3 separate regions of the Sus scrofa genome follow, and all the other regions are linked to region 1. A link is a contact called in public Hi-C data. All regions are on one chromosome and are shown on one strand. Each heading gives the region's core, a stretch centred on a gene start, on an enhancer-like site or on the middle of the called end of the contact. The rest is flanking DNA. Distances are from core to core; before and after follow the strand shown. Region 1 holds the start of FBN1 (fibrillin 1). Region 2 holds the start of DUT (deoxyuridine 5'-triphosphate nucleotidohydrolase, mitochondrial). Region 3 has its middle 33 kb from the start of DUT.

Region 1 (3,110 bases), core at 412-2,911:
ACAGTTAGTGTTCAGTAAATACATCTCGAATAAAAGCTCTCCTTTACTCAACCATGGGTGTATGATATGATCAAGTCTCCAATTCATGAATATGCTATGAGAATTTTTATAGGTGAGAGCTCAAACTAGACCACATTCTTTAGGACTTTAACTTTAAATGGGCCTATATTTTTGACAGTTTCACTGTTTTCATCTTCAAGATCATGGTGGCATAGAAAGCAAGCTCATCCTCATCATTTTAACCCTGTATGGTCAACATTATTATTCTCATCTTGCAGTTGGAAAGAAGTGAAATAACTTGCTCAGGTCCCTATACCTTATTATCTGGGCATAAACCATTGTAAATAAGGAAAACCCCTTTCAGCAGGATTCCTATTTGTGCTGAGCTCTTATTTCTGACTTGACAGCTGGTGGCTACTACATGGGGATTTTCTGGGGGTCTCCAGTTCCAGCATCCAGGGCCCAGAGTGCAATTTCCTGCCTTTCTAAACCATTGTAGAATGGAGGCAACACGGGGCCTTATCCATATAAGGATACCATGATTATTCTATTCTTAAAGTCACTGTGCCCAGCTTGTCCTGGAGAGGTAGCCAGGTGTGTGTGCGCGCGTGAGTGTGTGTGGGGGGGGGGGGAGGGAGGAGAGTGGGGGAGAGAGAGAGAGAAAATGAGAATATGAATGTAATGTTTGGGGAGGTAAAACAGGGTCGTCTAGGAGAAGCCAAGTCTTAGATGTGAGCTGGACAAAAGGACCATCCTTTCACCCCCTCCAAATACCAGGCTAACATTCACAGGCCTCTGGGTTGGAATCCCACTCAGACTCTTCGATCATCTTGCGTTCAGCCTGGGTGCTTGAACCGAAATTCAGATGAGCCTCGCCTCCAGTGGGTCTCGTTGCCAGTGTCCAAGGCAGAGCCCCCACCCCCGCCGCTAGACCCCAGCCCCTGCGGTCACCCTGGCCCACGACCTGCCCTGTCCCGGCCTCCAGGCCTTGGGCCTCCGCTCTGTGTCTGGGAGGCACAGTGAGGCCGCGGCGCGGAGACACGGGCAACCTGGACGCGTCGCTTCTCCAGCAGGGTCCGCTGGGGCCTCCGGAGCCACAGTTTCTAGCGCGCGTTCTTGGTGCAGGTGGCACAGCTTTCCGCGCTGGCAGGGCTTCCCAGATCACGGGAGAGACTAATCTCGGATCTAGATCTCCCAGCCCTAGAGCGGGCGAAACCGCTACTCCACTTCTTCCCATTGCCTCAACTCCTCACCCCAAAACGCAAAATCCCAGGCCAGGCAGGACCCGATCACCTCTGCCTCCTCCCATTGCGCTAATCCTTCGAGCGAGGGAGGCCCCCGCGCCGAGGCGGTGGCTGGCAAAGGGGAGTGGAAAGGGAGGATGGATGGGGCCGAGGGGTGGGGTGGTGATGAGGGGGATGTAGGAGGGGGTGTCATTTTCTTTTTCTTTTTTTTTTTAAAAGTATTTCTCTCGCGAGAAACCGCTGCGCAGACGATACTTGAAGAGGTGGGGAAAGGAGGGGGCCGCGGGAGCCGCGGCAGAGACTGTGGGTGCCACAGGCGGAAAGGCGGCTACAGCTGGGACAGCTGCGGGCGGAGCAGGGCAGCGGCTGCCGCGGCCAGGACCGAGGAACAGCCGCCGCCGCCTCAGGAGCCGGAGCCGCCGCTTCTCCAGTGGGTGCAGCCGGGGTCCCGATAGGGGTCGGGCGGCCACCGGGGCTGGATCTCTAGCCACGGAGGCTTTTGCGTTTGCGCCGCGCTAAGGGCAGGGACAGGGACTGGGGTGAGGGGCTGTCTCGGAACTTCCAGAGCTGGCGCTGGCCCTCCCCTGCCTGACAGCTTCCTGGCCCGGGGCTCCCGGTGCCGGGCTTGGCGTCAGATGCTCGGGGGGCGGTGGCAGCCCCCGGAGCCGGCCGCGGATGGCGCGGCGGGCTTCCAGCCCGGCGGCTTGGCGGAGAGGACAGGCTGGGGAGCTGGGGCGTCAGAGCGCGCATCGTGCGCAATTCGTGCCAGTGAAAAATAAACCCAGCGAGCTCGCCTCGGGGTTTAGAGCAGCTCGGAACATGGGGACTTTGCGGCTTTCTCTTCAGGCGGCGCCCGGGAGGCCGAGGGGTTGGCTGGAGCTGCTGCCGCCGGGGGCCTGGGCTTTTCAGCCAGCTGTAGACCAAACGGTCTTCACTTACCCAAAGTAACTGCGCCACGCGCAGGCGGCGCGCGGGTTGGGCTCGGGAATGGGGACCCTGTGGCTTCAGCATCCTGATGCCCCGAATATGAATGTCTCCCCCGCCTCGGCGATTTGTCTGTTGCAGCTGGCAGGGGCCGCCTGAAGTGGGAGCAGCGCCTGGAGAAGGCGGGAGGAGCCCGGCCCGGGGGACGGCGGCGGGAGAGCGGGACCCCGGCGGCGCGGCGCGCTCCAGGGCGCAGCGGCGGCCGCGGACCGAGCCCGGGACGCGGCTAGAGGCGGCAGGAGCCGGTGGCCTCTCGGCATCATGCGGCGAGGGAGGCTGCTGGAGGTCGCCCTGGGATTTACCGTGCTCTTAGCGTCCTACACGAGCCATGGGGCAGACGCCAATTTGGAGGCTGGGAATGGGAAGGAAACCAGAGCCAGTCGGGCCAAGAGAAGAGGTGGCGGAGGACACGACGCGCTTAAAGGGTAATGGAAAGGGCCAGCTCCTTTGGTGTGGGTGTCCCCTCTCTCTCCTGAGTATCAGGATCTAAGTATAAGCCTCCTTGACAAGACCTCCTGGGGTCATCCTAGAGATGCAAGGGTTACCCGTCCTCGCAACTAAACCGCCTTGCTTCCACTCTTTAGGGATTTCTGCCACAGAAGATAGGTCACGGCTAAAAAGAATCTTGGGCCATTGTCGAGGCAGATTTTGGGAGGCCAGAGGGTTCTTTGAGGAAGAAGGGGGAGGAGCTGCGACTGAGAAGAGGAGCAGCCCATCCTTTCCCTTCATACCAATTCCGGTTGTGTGTAGGGAGAGTACTTGCCTTGTGGGCATCTTTGTAGATGCTCTGTTTATAAGCGAGCAAGGAGAGAAAGGGATTTAAGGACAGTCAGAGAAGGCAGAGAAGACACATAATTAATAGTTGGCTCTCTTCTAAGTTAT
Region 2 (3,110 bases), core at 339-2,838, 360 kb after region 1:
CAGTAGCTGCAGCTCAGATCAGACCCCTAGCCTGGGAATATCCGTATGTGGCAGGTGCGGCCCTACATAATGCAAAAAGCGTTTGTTTCCATACTTTTAAGTGACTGTTTCAAGCTTTGAGCAGAGGGCCGGCCTGTAAACTAACCTGAGAGCTCTGTAACTTGGGCATTAGGAACTCTCTGCGAGGGGTAGAGATGATAGAAAGCGGACCTCTCACTCCTTCGGCCGCAGGGGTCTAGGAGAGGGTGGGGGAAGGGCGGTCGGGGTTCCCACTCACCTATACAGGTCATATCCCGCGGCGCGCTCAGACCCTTTGGTTGGGGCAGTGGCGTGCTCTGAGAGCCGGGCAAAGCGGAGTCGCTTGCGGCTTTCCTCCGCAGGCCGGGCCCGCTTGCTGGGGGAGATGACTTGTGTCTCTTGAGAGCAGGGCATGGCAGGGGAGAACGTGAGCACAAGAGGGAGCAGGGGGAACAAGACAGAGCAGGATGAGCCCCGCACACAAATTCTAAATTTCCCGCCAACAACTTCCCGCCCCGCCCTATTCCCCCCTCCGGACGAGCCCACAGTTCTGCTTAAAAAGGGAGGCTGGCCTCAAATTTGGGGCTAGAAATCCTTCTTGGAAAAGAGATTTGGGAAAGAAAAATACTGAACCTATTAAAGCTCTCCAAACTCAATGCATGAATTCAACGTAAGCTGCAGCTTCGGCGGCCTCACCCCCATCCCCCAATAGAAAACCCCTCCCCTCCTCCAAGGGGGGACTCGAATGGTTCGCTCTCGCACCACTGGGGTTGCGCGCCCTCCCACTTCCCCCACCGCGGAAATCCGGAGCGCTATTTGGTCCCGCCTCGTCTGCGGCCCGGGCGGGCGCGGGGGTCGCTGGCCAGGCTCCCAACCCCCGCTACGCCTTGGAAAACGTATCCTTCCAGACTGGGCCCGGACATTACTGGCGCCGCGGCAACCTCGGCTGAGACTGCGGGTGCTGGACAGCGGGAGCTGCAGAACTCCCGGCGGGGCGGGGTCCAGGGGAGAGGCTGGCCCGGAGAGCCCGGCCGCCTCAGCCCCCGGCCTTGTGGTGCGCGCGCGGTTAAACACCAAGCGAGGCCAAGACGGAAGGAAATGGTAGCCGAGCATTGGGCGAAGGCACAGGGAAGTCATTTGCCTGGGATTTGGGCGGAGAGTTGGCTCCGCTCCTGCCGGCGCACGGCGGGTCTGCCCCCAAAAGCCGCGTCTCAGTCAGATGACCTCGGAAGCAGTAACCGTGCGGTCTGACGAGGGGTGCACGGAGGCGGCGCTTCGACAGCCCTCGGGCAGGCGTAGGCCCAGGTCTTCCCAGAAAACGGCGCACTCGGCGTCCTGAATCTCGCTGCCGCCTCCGACTGCCTCTCTCTCCTTCTCTCGACTCTCCTTTTCCACATTTCTGAGCCCCAGACCCCGCATTTTGTCAATTTACCTGGGGCGTTGCCTCCCGCAGCCATGACTCTCCAGGTTTTAATCTCGGGAGCGTCCAAAATATCGTGACCGCATCACGATGCGGGAGACGGTCTGTGCTCAGTGCTGCGCCCTAGGTGGTGGGCAAGGCAGTGTGTCTGATTTCCTTCCTCTGAAAGTGCAAGATGGTGTGTTGTTCAGTCTCAGAGGGGACCTCTCACTTGAAACCCTAGCACTCTCGGATGACCCCGCAGGAGCTCAGGGGAGGACCCCGTGGCTGTGATTCTGTGATTCGCACAAAGATCCTGGGCCACACTGCTATAACTTAAAATGGGGTTGGGTAAATAACTTTTCAGGTAATTGTAAATTGATTTTTCTAGAGTACGGGTATCTTCACTCATTTCTGGAACTGACGCTAAAATCTCAAAACACAGTTGTAATGCATTTTGTTAAAAGAAATACAAACTATGGGGCAGTTTTAGAAAATGACATGAAATGGTAGGGTGGGAGTTCCCGCTGTAGCACAGTGTGTTAAGAATCCGACTGCAACTGACTGGAGTCCTGCAGAGGCATGGGTTCCATCCTGGGCCAGTCGTTCAGCCACAGTGGATTAAGAATCCAATTGCAACTGGCTAGGGTCCTGCAGAGGCATGGGTTCCATCCTGGGCCAGTCGTTCAGCCACAGTGGATTAAAGCTGCAGTTTTGATTCAGTCCCTAGCCTGGGAATTTGCATATGTTGTGGGTGCCCCCATTTAAAAAAAAAAATTAGGGTATTGTTGCACAAGTTTTCAAACTACCTTGCTGTGCCTTTCCTTACGGGCCCCACCTTTTTAGTCTCTCCTTAAATGTTCGAATTCTCTTAAGTTATAGGTTATATTCTATTTACAATCTTCTCCCATGGCATTAAATATTTGTACCCTGAGGACTCCCCAAATTTATTCCTGTAGCAGCATGATCTGGGCCCTCTTCTTCAATCTCCTCTGCAGTCATCATCTGGCTCACCTTTGGTACTGCTGGCCCAGTGGGTGCTAACAATTTCTAGACCTACCAGACTTTCCTGCCTGGGAATCTACACATCCTTTTGCAGTTTATGCTCCATGTGTTTCCAGTCTCACTCATCTCAGGAAGGCCTTCCTGACAAACTTAAGTAGCTGCACAGTCTGCCCCTCATCACCATTTTCTATCAGAGCAATTTTTTTTTTTCTGTTTTTTGTTTTTTGTTTTTCTATTTGCAACACTTATTACTACAATCTGTATTTCTTTTACACATTTTTTTTTTTCATGTTTGTTGTCTATTTACTCTAGTAGACATAAGGTCTGTGAGGGCAGGGATCAAATGTATTCCTGGAGCCCAGCACAATGGCTGGCTCAGAATGTTACTTGATAACTATTTGTTATATGAATGAATGATAAGGAATCTCATTGCCTATTCCATCAGAACCCTGCATATGATCACTTCTCATAGTGTTCTGATTTTTCAGTACATTCCTTTAATTTTGTTTTGTTTGTCTTTTTTTAGGGCCACACCTGTGGCAGTAGGAGGTTCCTAGGCTAGGGGCCTAATCAGAGCTGTTTCTGCTGGCCTACACCACAGCTGCAGCAATGCCAGATCCGAGCCATGTCTGCAACCTACACCACAGCTCACGGAAATGCAGAATCCTTAACCCACTGAGCGAGGCCA
Region 3 (3,110 bases), core at 418-2,917, 330 kb after region 1:
AGAGGAAATTTTCCCAAATACTTTATACCACAGGCTACTGTCTCTTTCTGAAATATTAGTTGGATTTTTAAATTTTCTCTCTTGAAATCAGCATCTTACTACTTATATTTTGTAACAAAGGCAGAGCACTGCTAGGCTTAAAGCTGTAAACCCTGGCCTCACTGTGTCCTGGAGACTTTTTTCAGCTGGAAGGGGCAGGCCAGGAAGTCACAGAAGTTCCAAGTGGTCCTGTACTCTCAACAATATCCATTTGGATCAGAATGTTACTCTGAATAAGGGTAGCGCAACCATACGAAGGCCAGTGACATATGGTCTGGTGAGAAAGAGGAGCTGATGCAGTTAGATTCCTTTCCTGAAATGTTTGGGAAACTGAGCTGTAGAAAGCTCATGTAGACAGAGGGCTGGGATGGCCACCATGGGACATGCTGAATGAGAAGAGAACAGAACAGATACAGAAAAAGGGAAGGGTAGCGGGGAGGGAAGACTACTACTAAAAAGAATGGTTTTGGTTCCCAGCAACATTCTGGGTCCCAAGAGTTCTTGTGGTGCTTCATTTCTTGTTTTTGCATCCCTGTGACCCTGCTTGGTTTCCTAACCATCACACTCCCTACCATCACTCCCAACAACTTCCCTTCCAAAAGTGGGCTTGCCTTGCTGTTCCTTCCCACCATAAAGATGATTGCCTGAAAAAAGTCTCTCTAGTTCTATCTGGGATTTCCTTTAAAGACACCAAACCAAGAGAAATACAAAGTGCCCAAAAGAAGAAAGGAAATATTAGCTTAAAAGAAGAAGGAAATAATCACAAACTAGACAAAATTTTCAGTTTAAAATTTTAAAGTGACATTTATGCTAAAAAATGTACATCACAATTAAAAAAAAAGGAAGAATGAAAAAAGACAACATCATGAATAGAATAGGAAAAGACATAATTTTTTTTTCTTTTTAGGGCCATACCTGAAGCATATGGAAATTCCCAGGCTAGGGGTCGAATCAGAGTTGCAGCCAAAACTCTATGCCACAGCCACAGCAGCACCAGATCCAAGATACATCTGTGACCTCCACCCCAGCATGGGACAATGACAGATCCTTAACCCACTGAGTGAGACCAGGAATCAAAACTCATCTTCATGGACACTATGTTGGGTTCTTAACATCCCCAGCCACAACAGGAACTCCAAATACTCTCCAGTTTTCTTTTTTTTTCTTTTTTTTTTGCCACACCACACAAAATTTTCCAGGCCAGGGAACAAATCTGTAACAGAGTGGTGACCTGAGCCACAGCAGTGACAATACCAGATCCTTAACTGCTAGGGAACTACCTGAAATGTTTAAAAAGAGCAAATGGTTAAAGAAAAGAACTAGAGAGAACTCTGACATTCTTTTTAAAAGGAAAAATGCCAGAAGGAGATACCTACTATGAGCTAGTGGCTTTATACAATCTTATTTGATTCTCACAACCAGTCCTATTTCACAGAGTGCAAACAATTCAAAATAGTTAACCTGCCAATGTTAGAAAGCAAAAAAAGAGCAAAAACCCCTTGTCTGGCTGGCTCCAGAGCTGATTCTTTAAAGGAAGACTGAAGGAAAAACATGTTTATCCCCCCCGCCCCGGCTCTGCAGTCAGGCAGCAGTCAGAGAGGCTTCCTGGTGCAAAGATGAAGGGCTCTGAGAGGGACTGATCTTCAGCAGGTTTTCCCACCTGAAAGTCTCAGCAGCAAAAGGTTGCGGATTCTATTCCACTAAGTGTTTGCAATTGTTGGGATTTTCCAAACAGCTGGATCTTTTACAAAACAAATTCTGGCCTAAAACCTGATTACTGAGAAAGACAGCTGTAGGGTGGGACTTGTGCATAGCCTCATCTGAGGTCAGGATTGAGCAAACAAGATTAGGCTAAGAGAGTGCATCTTGTGAAAAGCCTTGGTACAATTTACCCAAGGAGGAAACTGCCAATGAGAACAGCACAGCCCTGGTGGAGGATTGTTTATAGTGTCGGACGTTCACCAGTGAGGGTGCCCTTGCTTTCCAGGTATTGGAAGGAAAAACCTTATTTAGAATAATTAAAAATCAACTCAGCTGCAGCATTTGAAACAGAGGTGCTCCTGACTTTATAATAGCTGTCTCAAGACTCAAAGCATTTTTTTAACCCCTCTCCAAAATGTGATGACATTCTGAGAGATATCCCTACTCTGTAAGTATGCACATTTGAGAGTGGAAAGACAGGAGTGAGTTATGCTAGATTATTATATACTGCCCATGTCAGGTAAAAATCAGGACCTGGAAATCCTGACTGCCAGGTAAAGGATTTGCACTTTGGTACCCTTGTTTTACAACACCCAAGAGGTCTTGCATTATCTTTTCCTCATTCATTCCTTAGTCACATATATGCTGAGATACATATGTCTGAGATATGAAAGTCCTTTTGCCAAGAGCTAGAAAATTCAAAGAAGACAAAACCTTAGCCCTTGGGATCTGATGTTATGTGCAGCAGGCCTCCATTGTGGGCCTGGGAAATGCAACATCTAAATTCTACGTCCAAATTCTGTAGGATTGGGGGAAAAAAATTATTTTTTAGGGCCACACCTGCAGCATATGGAAGTTCCCAGGCTAGGGATCCAATCGGAGCTACAGCTGCCGACCTACACCACAGCCACAGCAACACTGGATCTAAGCCGCATCTGCGACCTACACCACAGCTCATGGCAACATCAAATCCCCAAACCAATGAGCAAGGCCGGGGATTGAACACATATCCTTATGGATACTAGTCAGATTCATTTCCATTGCACCACAACAGGAACTCCCTGAAATTATTTTATGCAGGTATATTAAGTGCTATGTGAACACATAGGAAGAGAGCTACTTTGATCTGAAGAAGTCAAAGAATGCTTCATAGGGGAGGCAAAGAATAAGTAGATGTTTCATGGGAAGGAAAGTAGACTCCAAGAAACAGAAACAGTTTATGCATGGCTTTGACAACAAGAAAGAACAGCCATCTTTGAAAAATAGTAAGTAATACCATATTCAGGATTGGTGGGTTAAGATTAGAAAAGTTACCAAGAATCAAATCATAAAAATATTTTTGTGTGAACACAAGTTTAGAATTAATGCTG

What was found. Hi-C and Micro-C count contacts between places; a contact is called where the count stands out from the background.
Region 2: a contact with region 1 is called in a Hi-C map of embryonic fibroblasts, with 3 times the contacts expected there. The contact joins the promoter of DUT here to the promoter of FBN1 in region 1. A contact is called at or near these places in 6 of 47 Hi-C or Micro-C datasets (embryonic fibroblasts, fibroblasts, heart right ventricle and 3 more) and 1 of 2 datasets of contacts at active chromatin or transcription factors (skeletal muscle).
Region 3: a Hi-C map of skeletal muscle shows a contact between it and region 1, with 3 times the contacts expected there. The contact joins the enhancer-like site here to the promoter of FBN1 in region 1. A contact is called at or near these places in 8 of 47 Hi-C or Micro-C datasets (embryonic fibroblasts, fetal heart ventricle, fibroblasts and 4 more) and 1 of 2 datasets of contacts at active chromatin or transcription factors (skeletal muscle).

Annotation. Positions count from the first base shown.
Region 1 is chr1:123,100,350-123,103,459 of Sscrofa11.1, forward strand. It overlaps FBN1 (fibrillin 1), which reads left to right and starts at 1,662. Exons shown (of 65, transcript NM_001001771.1): 1 at 1,662-2,653. The coding sequence starts at 2,490.
Region 2 is chr1:123,460,679-123,463,788 of Sscrofa11.1, forward strand. It overlaps DUT (deoxyuridine 5'-triphosphate nucleotidohydrolase, mitochondrial), which reads right to left and starts at 1,589. Exons shown (of 7, transcript XM_003353371.4): 1 at 1,451-1,589; 2 at 278-416. The coding sequence starts at 1,475. It overlaps LOC102161909 (a long non-coding RNA gene), which reads left to right and starts at 634. Exons shown (of 11, transcript XR_002345000.1): 1 at 634-914.
Region 3 is chr1:123,427,529-123,430,638 of Sscrofa11.1, forward strand. No RefSeq gene overlaps it. Among named protein-coding and RNA genes, the nearest start is that of DUT, 33 kb to the right of the region's middle. Within about 2 kb of position 1,668, at least 5 of the 83 cell types and tissues checked have an H3K27ac peak or open chromatin away from gene starts, as enhancers often do. A contact at or near this core is called in skeletal muscle, where this site is marked.